3 separate regions of the Mus musculus genome follow, and all the other regions are linked to region 3. The links are chromatin contacts, called in public HiChIP or PLAC-seq maps. All regions are on one chromosome and are shown on one strand. Each heading gives the region's core, a stretch centred on a gene start, on an enhancer-like site or on the middle of the called end of the contact. The rest is flanking DNA. Distances are from core to core; before and after follow the strand shown. Region 1 has its middle 10 kb from the start of A530065N20Rik. Region 2 overlaps A530065N20Rik (RIKEN cDNA A530046M15 gene). Region 3 has its middle 33 kb from the start of Gm35333.

Region 1 (3,940 bases), core at 1,280-3,779, 450 kb before region 3:
CTCTATATTGAGGGAATTTATTGTGATGGCTTTCAGTCTGGAGTCCAACTAACCCCACAACGGTCAGCTGTGAGTGGGAAGTCCAAGGATCTAGTAGTTGCTCAGTCCCATGAGGCTAGTTGTTTCAGCTAGTCTTCTGTAAAAGTAGGTTCCAACAGATGTGCTGGCAAGTAAGTGCAAGCAGGCAAAGAAGAGCAAATCTTCCTTCTTCCAATGTCCTTATGTAGGTCTCCAGCAAAAGGTGTGGCCCAGATTAAAGATGTGTGCCACCACACCTGGATTTGGGACTTGGTTTGTCCCAGGCTGACCTTGAACTCAAGAGATCTCCTTGCCTCAGTCTCCTGGATTAAAGGTGTATACTACCTTGCCTGGGCCTAAGCTTTTCATGGCCACTATGCCTCAAGATCTCCAGGCCAAGATCCAGGTCAGAAACTTGTGTCTTCCAGGCTCAAGATCTGGATCACAGGTGAGCCCTCCAATTCTGGATTGTAGTTCATTCCAGATATAGTCAAGTTGACAACCAGGAATAGCTATTACAAGTAATGAATTGAGTTACTATTATCTGTAAAGGGACAAATATTAGGTTCAACTTTTTTATGAATTAGATTTGTTCTTTGGACTATTTCATACATGTGATGTATTCTAATTACTCTCCTTCTCACATTCTGCTACCCTCTCCCTGTAATTTTCCTTTCTTCCCTACAAATCTCTCTCCCATAAGCACATCTTTTTGATTCATTGTTCCCTGGATTAATTAACACATGATCATAATTAATATGATCATGGCCTGGTGGACTCACAGTGAAGACAGATGGAGGAGCCTGTGCACCTGTGTCTTAGAAGGAGCTCAGTCAACAAAGTAGTTGCCATGGAAATAAGAGGACCCAGGCTTTGATCTTCAGCACCTATCTCAGCAGCTGGAGGTGGGTGTGCATTTATAACCCTAGTCTGGGAGGCTAAGACAGATGGCTCTCACTGGACAGCTAGGTTAGCCACACGGATGAGGCCCAAGCTCAAGAGGAGACCCTATCTCAAAAGTTAAGGTGATGGAGACGCCCGATAAGACTGTCTCATTGTAACTGTCCTTAATCACAGCAACTGACTGGGAAGACGTTCCTGACAGAGCACGTGCTACTCTAGTTCTCTGGAGCAGCCACAGCGAGGGGGGTTGTTGTTGTTGTTGTTGTTGTGAGAATGTTTAAAATGGAAACACTGGCCACCCCTGCCCTAAGCACTCAAATTGCTAGAGTGTACCTAATTTAAAAAATGGAGCCACATAAATATGTCCTCATCCAAAGGCAGCTAGCTTTTCTGCGTAGCTCAGTGGTCTGAGTTAGCAACCGCTTCAGGACAGTGTGCCTTCAGGTGGGATTTATAATGTCACCTGAGTACTCACATGCACACATACACACTCCCACCCTGTCACCAAGTGTGACATCTGGTCTGTGGATGCCATATGAAAATAATTACCCATGGGTGGTGGTGTGATCGGATGAGAAAGAGGACGAAAATGCCACAGAGGGAAAGAGGGGAGGTGGGAGGGAGGCCCTTAGTGGAGAGGACTTGACTCTTTCAGAAGGAGACTTAGCTTGGAGACCAGAGGGATGTTTGATCTGACAATGGGGAGCAACACTTGTGTGCACAGTTACTTCTCAGGCAGTCAGATCTCTCTCAGGCCCTGAGCTCAGAATGGTACTAGGGTTGGCCCAGGGGTTGCTGCTCAAGGACATTTTAACCGAGCTAAGTTCTGTCATTCCTGGCAAGCAAGGGTCGTCCATGAAAGGCATGCTCGCCCCCACTAACTTCAAGGCTCCTGGGCTCATGTCATGTAAAGTCTGCATGAATTTGGGGAGCAAGGGAAACATCGTGCCAAATGTAAGAAGAACAAAGAAGAAAGACCATCTTCCAGCCCTGGAGAGACACCAACCTCCCTCCCTTCCACCTCCTTCTCAGTCCCGGGGCAGGGGTGGGTGGAGGGGGGAGGGGGCTCCAGTTTTTCCTGGAATCAATTGTCAAAACTTTCCCCTGCGGCTTGAGACCCTGCCTCCCCTCTGAGATGCTCAGCATGTCGTCAAACCAGTTTTAACTGGAGAGACAGATGGCATCAACATGAAAGATGTCTTCTAAGTCCCATCACCACTGGGTGAAGGATTTTTCGAAAGATGTTAGTTACATCCTGCACTGGGCGAGGGGGTGGGGGTGGGGGTAGGCAGGGAGGCTGTGAGAGTGGACAATCCTGTGGGCAGAGCTTCCAGGGTGGCAGAGACACCACCTGCAGAGGGTCCTAGCTGCCTGCTGCAGAACAAATGGAGAAGAAAAACCATCCAGAGGGGGAAGTCGGAGCACCAAGCAGGCGGTTGGGAACAAGTCCGTTTTATGGAGCTTGCAAACCTGAACTCAAATATTAAAAAATGCTTTCATCAGTCCTCTTAATCCAGAGAAATTCTTTTGGCTTAGATGCAAGGAAAAGTCAGTCCCTTAAGGGGAAGGCGGGCGGAGAAGGACGTAATGAGGATGTGAGTCAGAGGCTGGAACTGCTGGCAAATGCCGAGGTGAAGGAGGCCAGGCAGAGGGGCCTGCAGACCAGGGATAGCTCTCCCCTGCTTTTTATTGATCTCTCTCTTTAGTTATTAAAATGCTTGACTCTGCTCAGTGGGGGAAAGGTGAGAGAGAGAAAGAACAATTCTGTTCTGGTTCACTTTTTCTCCCTCTGGGGAATAAGGGCCCTCGGTCTCCAAAGCTGTGTTTTTCTTGGGGTTTTGCCTTTTAATAGGGGTTGAAGAAAGTGGTTATAGACATTTGAGGGAAATAAAGCCTGTGGTTTATTAACTGCCCTGGTTTTAATCAGTGGTGCTTTGAGCAGGGTAACATTAGGATTGAAACAATGACAAACGATACTGGGATTTTCTGTGCTTTTAACCCCAAAGTGAAGTCTTGTGGATTCACTGACAAAAATACGTTTGTTTCTCTGGCCTGGCTGGGGGTAGAGGGGAGGCCGTGGGGAGGGGAGGCCGTGGGGAGGGGAGGCTGTGGGGAGGGAAGGTTGTGGGGAGAGAAGGTTGTGGGGAGGGGAGGCCGTGGGGAGGGAGGCTGTGGGGAGGGGAGGCTTTGTGAAGCCAACAGGGAAGGCAGGTTGTGAGGGGAGAACAGAGCTGCCATGAGGATTCTTGTCAGCTGGGATTTCAGCTGCTAGGGAGGAAGGCTGAACCCCTCAGTGAAGCGAATAGGAAGGAAAGGAAGAGATGGGAAGCAGTGGCCAGCATTGCTGTAGCTGCTCCAGTCCAGGATGCAGAGCATCAAGTGCTCACAAATACATCTTCACAGACAGAGGCAAAAACCTCAGGGTGGCTGCCTTCTTCCTCTTGCAGACCTTATAAGCATTATAAACGATACCATTTCTTCTATTTCGAAAACTAGGAAGGAACAGGCCTCTCCCCGTGGAAGGTGGCTTTTCAAGGTGACCCAGCTTGCCTTTGGAGGGCTTTCCCATCCCATCCCATACTTAGCGTGGCCACGGATCATCCAGCAAGGCTAGGCTGGTACGGAAATGCAGATCAAGCTCGCCTTTAGTCTACGTCTTGATCTTGCACCACGTGTGTGTAGCAATGGGATCTCCTAGGAGTGTTCTCTTCAAGAGCACCGCCCTTGAGTTTCAGGGTATGTATCTGTTTAGGAAGAAACAGGCTCAGTGTTAACCTGTCTCCTGCTATGGGGGCCCGAGGGCTTCTCAGATGAACAGGACACACTCGAGAGCTCATAACTGGAGGACATATCCCCCCACCTGTGCTCCTGGGTTCAGGGTGGTTTACAGTTCCCAAGAAGCAGAATGTTAGCATCCTGTTTTCTAAGTTCGCGTGGGATTTATTTATATTATAGAAACTGGGAGAACCAAAACCACAAAGAAAAATGAGATGTGTGAACATTTCCCTATTTATACTAC
Region 2 (4,345 bases), core at 77-2,576, 420 kb before region 3:
ACACACACACACACACACACACACACACAGGCCATAAGACCCTGCGTGCCTCAGCAGCCTGGCCTATGTAGCACTGAGGAACTTCCCCTCTAGAGTACACACATGATGAAGACAACTAGAGCAATGCTTTAATTCCCCCCCCCCCCCATGTATTTTCTCAGAAGGTCAGACTTGTTATTATAAAATGACAGCACAGAGGTAGTTGCTAACAGGCCTTAGGACACCTCTGCCCTCAGTACTCGCCCACTCCCCATGCAGCCTTGCAGGGGGATACCAGGATCTTCTGTGCCACTGTGAGTGCCCACTACAGCATGGAGCTGGGCAAAAACAGTTTTTATACACTGTCCTCCTATCCCAGACTCTGGGACTAATGCCACTGTTAAGCGAGACACATAAAAGAAGCCAGACAGATAAATTGTCATTAATGAGTCTTGCAACTGGCTGTGTCGACATGGTACCTGGTCCCATTGCTGCCCTGGTGACAGGCAAAACCCGCTGCCTTTACCATGCCCTCTCCTCTACACACTGGCTACCTGTGGTAACTGTGCCTGAGCACAGCTTCCTCAGGCAGGGGCATGAATGAGAGGCTACTCACTGCAATGTGGCAATGTGGCTCACTCAGAGGACTACCTGGCTACCTTGGTGGAGCAAGGGTGACATCACAGTTGGTTTTGAGTGGGGCAGAGGGGACTATGCTTTAGAGGCCACTATTACCTACCCTGGAGTACCAAGCACAGAGGGAATATGTAACTCAAATGGGAAAGTTATTTTAATCTATGTACTCGAGGGGCCTACATAGCAAGTCTGGCATGTTATGTTATGTCTACAATGTATGTTATTGCTGGTTGTTTTTCTGTGTGCTGTGGCAGTTATTTGGTGAATGGTGGCTTCAGGAAAGACTTGTGGCCAATCTCTTGGACTTTTGGATCTGTAGACTCCTGTCCCTTTATTGGAAAAGGGGTCATTGCAGCTGCAATCAGTTAAAGAGGTTGAAAAAGATTCCCCGGTGGGCTCCAATTCAGGGACAGCTGTCTTCATAAGAGAAAGATGATTGAGGCATACATGAGAGGGGAGTTGAAGACATAGGCAGAGACCAGGGTAATGCTGCCACAGCCAGGGAGACAGACAGACCCTCCCTGGAGTGTGCATGGGAACATGGACCTTCCCACACCTTTCTGGCAGCCTCCAGAGCTGTGAGGGAATTCGGCTCCCTTTCCTTTTGTTATCTTGTTTAACTCTGGTCTGATGCTTTTCTGGGATGGGTGAGCCTGGCTCCCATGGAAGTGTGGCTCTGTGCCACAAGTGCGAGGGAAGAGAGAGGAGGGAGAAGGAATTCAGGAAGGCAGCTGGGCTCAGGAATCTTTCAAGGAGGGGGAGTCAATGTGGCAGAAGGGAAGTTTGTGTGTGGTGACAAGGTTCGGGGAAATGTGCTTTCTCTGGCCTCACTAGCTAGAGAACCAAGTGATTAATAACTTAAGGCCATCCAGAGAAGGATTTAGCACCTTTATTTCAGACAAAGAAATATGTTTTTAAAAAATGTCTCTCATATTCATAAGAGTGGAAACTGTAGCTCTGATGAGCCCCAATTTAAAAAAAAAAAAAAGTGGACTGCTGACTCATCTGAATGGAAGCAGCTTGCCTGGTCTTGAGGGCTCCATTCTTCGCTAGTCTGCTCAAATTCCAAGGCAGCCCAAGTGCTCTGGTGTGTGTATCCTCTCTGCCAGGATGAGAAGCCCCCAGGCTCTGTGGAAAATAAAATATTTTCCTCATTTGACATGACAACGCATGTGGCTCTTTAGTAAGAAGAGCTGGCACACAGAGCTGGGCACTGTCTTACCCCACCCACACAGTCCCCAGTGGGCTCGGGTCTCCAGCAGCCCACTCATGCAGCAGGGTGGGATAGTGGCCTGGGAGATGGCTGAGATGCCCCCACCCCCACCCCCGCCGCCTTCCCAGTGTCCTGACTGGGGCTTGGCCACCTGAGCGCCACACTCACTATGGTTGGGTGTAGCCTCTCCCAGGTGCTCTCAAGAGTTCCCAAACCAGGAAGAGCTCACCCACGAGGATACTGTCATGTGCAAGGCTGGGACATTTGTTTCCCAGGACTCACACTGTAAATAAGCCTAGGATTAGCAAGAGGACAACGTTCCATGGGTGGCCTTGTCTTCATGGTGGGATGTCTCCCCAAAGCACACAATACCAGGGCTGCCTCTGGATTCAATGAAGCCACGTCAGCTCTGTGACTTGGCTTCTGATGCCTCAGTGCCAAGCCTGTTCCCTCATCATTAAAAAACACCCCCCACCCCCTGTGATCTCAAGAAAGTTCTACGCAGGATTTGGATCTCTTACCGATTGGTAGAGATGGAGTTCGGTACACGAGGAGTTCTATGTCCTTTGTGGGTGGTGTAGGGCGTGTGAGTTTGTGCAAATGCATGTGAGTGTGCTGATGTCCGTGGGTGGATGAATGTTCGTGTGCCTGTGTGTGTATGGGCGTGTATGGCTCTGTGTGAGTGAGTGTGCCCATGTGGAGGTGGGCAATGTGCCTGTGTGGCAATGGCTGTGTGTGTGTGTGCACGTGCATGCGTGGCAATGTGTGAGTGAGTGTAAAGGTGTATGTTCCCATGTGTGTGCATTGATGACTGTGTGTGAATGAGCGTGCCTATGGCTCTGTGAGAGGCAAGTCTGTATGCTTAAGGTTGAGACTGTGAAGTGTGTTCATCTGAGGATGAGTTGTGTACTTATGAGGATTTTTCCATATAAGTGTATAGGTGTATGAGTGTGTGTGTGTCTCTGTGTGTATGTGTATATGAGTGTGAGTGTGTGTGCGTGTGCGTGTGCGCGTGCGCGTGCGCGTGTGCGTGTGTGTGTGTGTGTGTGTGTGTGTGTGTGAGAGAGAGAGAGAGAGAATGTCACCTGTGCGGATGTGTGATTACACACGTCAGTGTACCTACATTCAGAAAGTCCCACCAAGTGACACTTCTGACCCCTTGTGCTTACATCCCAGTGAGTGCCTTGGTGTTCTCACCACCTGAACAGAGGCAGGAAACTCCCTACCTGTTCTTGGGAAAGGCTGAGACCCCAGTGCTGGGAGTCACCGCAGGAGGGAGACCAGAGATTCAGCACTTGTGTGCTGGCTGACAGGGGACATTGTGGAAAGTGAAGAGTTGAGACATCTGGCTATCCTACTGGCCTACAAGGAGGGAGACAGGTGCCTTTATCCACCCTCAACAAGGAAGAGATGAGGGGATGAAGGGACTATGCTGCCCCAGCAGCTCATGCGATGGTAAGAAGACAGGATGAATAGGGATGCAGCCCCTCCCCTTAGGGAAGAGCCTGGCTTAGCCCTGGAAGCAGCTGGTGATCAAACTTTCTCTCTGTCCGGAAGAAACCACAGGCCTCATCTGTGCCCCAACAGCCATTTGTCTTCCATTTGTGTTTAGGAGTAAATGAACATCCTCTGCTAGCCAGGGTCCCCAAGCAAAGCCCGGCCGACGTCAGTGTGCATTATACAAAGAGAAGATGAGGCCACAGAAGTGATGTGACTTGATCGTGAGGCCAGGCCTTAGTGACAGGAAGTTCCAGTTGTGTTCTCCTTGGGTGGCAAGGGAGGGGATCTTCTTACTGCCAAGGGTCCCCTTGCTACATATGTGACTCTCTTCTCTGAAAACTGCCCTAGGCATGGACACCCTGCTTCACTAGTATCTCTCCATCCTGTGGGAAATGGCTTCTTTGTGTAGGGCTGTGGGATGTGTGCATGCACGTGGGGGCCAGAGTGTCTTCTTCAATCACTTTACCTCTCTCTCTCTCTCTTTCTGTGGTGTGTGTGTGTTCATGTGTCCACACGCATTCTAAAGCTGACCTTGAGATCTCTACTTCAGTATTGTGCAACAGGGTCTCATTGAACTTGGACCTCACCATTGGATGGAGTGACCCTCTTGTGTGTCCTCCTGGCCAGTGGTGTGATATCAGGTACACCTGACCTGGCTTTTTATGCAAGTGTGAGGATGAGAACGTGGGTCCTTACATTTGTGTGACAAGAACTTTATCAGCTGAGACACCACTCCAACCACATAAGTCACACTTTTACTTTATTACCCAAATGGGGAGAACTTCTCCAACATCGCACAGCTCAAGGATGCCAGAATCAAGATTTGACCACAATTCTCTGCCCCCCCCCCCTCCCCCGCCAGTCTCCTCTTCCAGTTACCCATGTGCAGCCACTCTGCAGAGGCGGTGAACTACACAGTGCTCATTACTCATGGGCCTCCCAGGGTTTAAGCCTCAGAACTTCCCCCCGGGTAGCGGGTGACATCATTGCATAATTAAGGTGACTGTGATGCCTAAC
Region 3 (4,311 bases), core at 1,150-3,649:
GTGTGGTCAGTTCCAAGAATTCAGTTTATGCAACTTAACTGCAGAGAGAACAAAATGAAAGAACTTTTTCAAGCTCTTTATTAAATATTTAAAAAGCTTATTATAGTATCTCTCCCACCTGGGCCGTGATTAAAGGCTCATTATTACTTAACAGTAAGTCCATTGTTTTTGCCTTAATAATTATGATGAAATTACTTAAAAAAAAAAATTTTAGAGCTATTGCCATCATGAAACTGATGGCTAGGAAAGGTGGCTAGCTTCGCCAAGGTCACAGAAGACTGACATCCATGCTGGCGAAGCACTCACACATGAAATGAGATGAATAAATTCTAAAAAGAATCATCTTAAAGAATGCTCCCAAGACTCATGGTGTTGGTGCTACGTGCCCTTCAGAGAAACAACCAGTAGAACACAAACACACAGAGTTGTTTCTAGGAACTAGCTCACTTGATGGTAGACGGTTGTTGAAGACAAGGCCAATGGAGAGGCTACCAGACGCTCAGGAGCAGCCGGCACAGGAATGAGCAGCCGGAGGGCACAGGCCAACTATGGGCAGAATTTTTTTGTCCTCGGCATAGAACAGGGTTGGGGTCAGTTCCCTCTCCTTTCCTAAGTCACAGTGCACTTCTAAGACGTGTGCTTTCAGGAACACGCCCTTTACCAAGCACCAGGTTCATGTGCTTGATTTGTTTCTTGGTGTTTGGGTTTGGGTTTTTTGTTGGTGGTTTGTTTTTGTTTTTTCCAGTTGTGTGTGTGGCTACCTGTTTATGTGGGCCCACGTGTGTTCAGATACACATGCTAGGGTGTGTGCACGTGGAATCCAACCTCTAGTACCATTTTTCGGGATTCAACCACTTTGCTGTTTGTGTGTATTTTGAATCAGTTCTCTCACTGGCCTGAAGCTTACAATATATGCTAGTCTTTCTGGCCAGTGAGCCCCAGGGATCTACCTGCCTCACCTCCTAAGTCCACACAAACTCATACCTTTTGTGTGTGTGTGTGTGTGTGTGTGTGTAGGTTCTAGGATTCAAACTCAGGTCCTTGCAAGGAAAACACTTCACAAGCTGGGCTGTCTCCCTAGCACAGATACATATAGACTTAAGGATAGAAAAGTTCTCTTTATTTGTTGTCCTTGAAGTCAGGCATATACTTTCACCCTGACCTAGTGAGGGTCATGACCTGCACAGCCCCACCCACAGTGGCCCGGTTTGTCTGGTGTATAGAGATCCTGCTCAGGGTGGTTTTATCTCCCCTCCTAGGCCTCAGGCCTCTGGGACTTGCTGGCAAATGTGGTTCTTCATTGATTCTTAGGGCTGTGTACTAAGCCTTTGCCTTCTGGGGACCCTGTCATCTATGTGTGGCCTGCAGACTACCAGGGTTCTCTGTGCCCAGCCTGCACCTTCATCTGGCTGCTCAGTCCCCTCTTGAGCTAAGCTGAACTTGGAGAAAGGCAGGCTGCTTTCTTCATGTCATTCAGCACTGACTCTAGTCCCAGACAGTCTGTTTTCCTGAACTTTCCTTCCAAGGAAGTGTGGGAGAAGGTTCTGGAAGGTGGCTACGTAAATACCACTTCAGCCAGTGAAGCCAGGACCCGTCCGGAAGTGTCTTGATTAATTTGTTTTCTGAACAGATCACAAACACTGGCTCTCCTCTGAAGTAATATTTGATGAGTTTCATAACAATCTTTTTACAGTAACAGACAAAACTGACTCATGGGGCAATAAAATTGGGCTCTCTCGCTTCCCTTGGCATAGGAAACCATTGCCAGAAGTCAATTTTTTTTAATTACCTCTCTTTTGGTGCTGTTTTTTAGCCAAGAAAATAATCAGAAAGAGAGCACTGTGGCAGTTGATGAGCAGAGGTAGTGGGTTTCTGTCCGTGGGCCGGGTGGGCCTCTGTCTGTGGGCTGTGTGGGCCTCTGGAGCAGGCTGTACAGCAGCCTGAGCTGACCTCAGCTGCCCTTTCTCAGAGCCAAAAAGAATGCCTTCTAAGCAAAGGGAACCCCTCTCTTGGGATTATAAATGACACCTTTCATTTGGTCATCTTTGATAGTTTCTGTGTTAAATGATTTTAATGTGGAAAACTCTGGGGTAAGCCAGCCAACTCCATGATGTCTCTGTGAAAACTTTTCAATCAGGAGACAAATTTGACTTGTCAAATTTGATATGTCAAAAAAAAAAAAAAAAAAAAAAAACCTACGAGAGGTACCTGGAGGGTAAGAGGACTGGCTGCTCCTCCAGAGGACCGGAGTTCGACTCCCAGCACTGTTAAGGTGGCTCCGAAGTGTCTATAACTCCAGTTCTAGGAAATTCAACATCTTCTGCAAGCTTCCACGGGCACTGCACATGCTGCACAGACATGTGTCAGACCAAACACCCACGCACCTAAAATGCAAGGCTTGAAAACAGCTGCAAAAGGAAGAACAAAAGAGAAGCAGCTCCATTAGGCAGCCCAAGACATGCTCTGAGATGTAAGTGTAAGACCTTTTCCTGCTGAGGAGTAGCTTGGCTCCCTCATCACATCAGCTGGCCCAGAGGGCTGCGTCCCTCCATGCAGCCAGCCCACTAGACTGCTGTTACAGCCCCTGTGTAAAAAACAAAACAAAACAAAACCAAAAAACAAAACAAAAAACAGCCAAAGCCACAGACAGGATCCACTGGCTAAACTTTTGGCTACATTGTATTGCTTCCTCTTTCAGCCACTCACTCACTCATTGATTCATTCATTCATTGATTCATTCATTCATTGATTCATTCATTCATTGCCGGCTTGGAGACTTGTGGGCCAGATGACCGGAAGCATAGAGAATTTATTAGTAAGCTACTTTTGTGCCTTGAACACGATTTTCCATTTTATCTTTGTTGTATCTTTGCTGTGGAAATGGCTCCACCCAGTGGTGTCCCCAAGGAATTACATGTCACATTCGTCATAATTTAACTGTCCCCGCTTTAGGCAGACAGACGTGAGTTACTAAATATTTCATAGCATTAAAGTAATTGATTTGTATGAAAATTTATTATCACCGAGATTCTCTCCCCCAACCCAAACTCCATTAGAGTCTTCGATAAACATCATGATGTCTCTCTTAACAGGGAAGAGTCAATATTGAGTTAAAGCAGCGGTTCTCAACCACTTTGGCAAACCTCTTATCTCCAAAAATACTTGCATCACAATTAATAACAGTAGAAAAATTACAGTTATGAAATAGCAACTAAAATAATTGTATGGTTGTGGGTCACCACAACATGAGGGGCTCCGTTAAAGTCATTAAAGTGTCGCAGCATCAAGAAGGTTGGGAGCCAAAGTTATAGGAAGAAAAGTCAAAGCCAGGTTTCTATCATTTAAACTGAAGTGTATTCACCTCCTAGAAGTGTGTGTGTGTGTGTGAGAGAGAGAGAGAGAGAGGGAGAGAGAGAGAGAGACTCTGAGATCTAATTTATTTTTACTAATCTATTCTTTGACAATTTGATACGTGTGTATAATGCATTCTGTTCACACTCATTCCTTCACTCTTTCTTACCCTCCTCCTATTCCACCAAGCCCCATCCCTCTTGTTTCTGTTTTGTGATCCACCAGCTCTAGTGACCGCCATTAGCTTGGGCTAGAGTGTGGAGAGTCCATTGAATTGTGGATAACGCAGAAGTGGCTACATCACTGAAGAAAATTATTTCCCCCCCCCCGCCCCCCACCGCAGTCATCCACCACCATTCACCCCCTGGGCGGAGGGGATCCTATGAAACTCTTTCCCATCTATGGCTGAATGTTTTGGGGGCTCAGACTTGTGCAGACAGCTCTAGCCATTGTGAGTTCATGAGCGTGGCAGCCATGTCATGCCCTCATGACAGCACCTTATGTCCCTCAGATCTTAAGTTCTTTCTCCTGCTTCCTCCACAATGTTCTCCAAGCTGTGGAGGAGACAATAAGGGGGGTTTGTGTAATGCTGAGCATGTATAGTGATTGGTTCTCAACCTTGTCACCAACCGCGAGTTTGTATTAGCAAATGCTCCCTGCAAAGATAAACTTCTTTGAACAAACTTGAGGATATTGCTAGACTACAGAGCAAGCATAACTATTAAGATGCAGCTTAACAAATAAGCTTAGCAAAATAAACCTAGAAGGCTCATCCCTAGAGCCAATGGCTCCCCTAGCCATGGGTCTTTGACCAGGCCCACACTGTTGGACACGAGCTCCCACCTACAAAGTGGGCCTTGTATCCAACTTTAAAACTCAGTTGGTTACCCTCATAACAGCTGTGATTTTCATCATTATTTTGTGGGTGTGAATGTTTGCTTACATGTATGTATCTGTACC

What was found. HiChIP or PLAC-seq counts read pairs in DNA pulled down with a chosen protein or histone mark.
Region 1: an H3K27ac HiChIP or PLAC-seq map of the NIH/3T3 cell line shows a contact between it and region 3, with 9 times the contacts expected there. The contact joins two enhancer-like sites. A contact is called at or near these places in 1 of 15 datasets of contacts at CTCF or cohesin (the NIH/3T3 cell line), 7 of 484 Hi-C or Micro-C datasets (3T3-L1-derived adipocytes, the C2C12 cell line, cranial neural crest and 3 more), 3 of 115 datasets of contacts at active chromatin or transcription factors (the NIH/3T3 cell line, fibro-adipogenic progenitors and heart atrium) and 1 of 9 other capture datasets (embryonic stem cells).
Region 2: a contact with region 3 is called in a CTCF HiChIP or PLAC-seq map of the NIH/3T3 cell line, with 5 read pairs. The contact joins two enhancer-like sites. A contact is called at or near these places in 1 of 15 datasets of contacts at CTCF or cohesin (the NIH/3T3 cell line), 13 of 484 Hi-C or Micro-C datasets (the 3T3-L1 cell line, the MC3T3-E1 cell line, cerebral cortex and 8 more), 4 of 115 datasets of contacts at active chromatin or transcription factors (the NIH/3T3 cell line, astrocytes, craniofacial prominence and 1 more) and 1 of 9 other capture datasets (embryonic stem cells).

The regions. Positions count from the first base shown.
Region 1 is chr13:60,017,467-60,021,406 of GRCm38.p6, forward strand. No RefSeq gene overlaps it. Among named protein-coding and RNA genes, the nearest start is that of A530065N20Rik, 10 kb to the right of the region's middle. Within about 2 kb of position 2,530, at least 111 of the 459 cell types and tissues checked have an H3K27ac peak or open chromatin away from gene starts, as enhancers often do. A contact at or near this core is called in the C2C12 cell line, the NIH/3T3 cell line, heart atrium and 2 more, where this site is marked.
Region 2 is chr13:60,046,690-60,051,034 of GRCm38.p6, forward strand. All of the region lies in intron 1 of A530065N20Rik (RIKEN cDNA A530046M15 gene), which reads left to right. Among named protein-coding and RNA genes, the nearest start is that of Gm35193, 3.9 kb to the left of the region's middle. Within about 2 kb of position 1,327, at least 65 of the 459 cell types and tissues checked have an H3K27ac peak or open chromatin away from gene starts, as enhancers often do. A contact at or near this core is called in the NIH/3T3 cell line, embryonic fibroblasts and muscle stem cells, where this site is marked.
Region 3 is chr13:60,465,507-60,469,817 of GRCm38.p6, forward strand. No RefSeq gene overlaps it. Among named protein-coding and RNA genes, the nearest start is that of Gm35333, 33 kb to the left of the region's middle. Within about 2 kb of position 2,400, at least 57 of the 459 cell types and tissues checked have an H3K27ac peak or open chromatin away from gene starts, as enhancers often do. A contact at or near this core is called in the C2C12 cell line, the NIH/3T3 cell line, embryonic fibroblasts and 3 more, where this site is marked.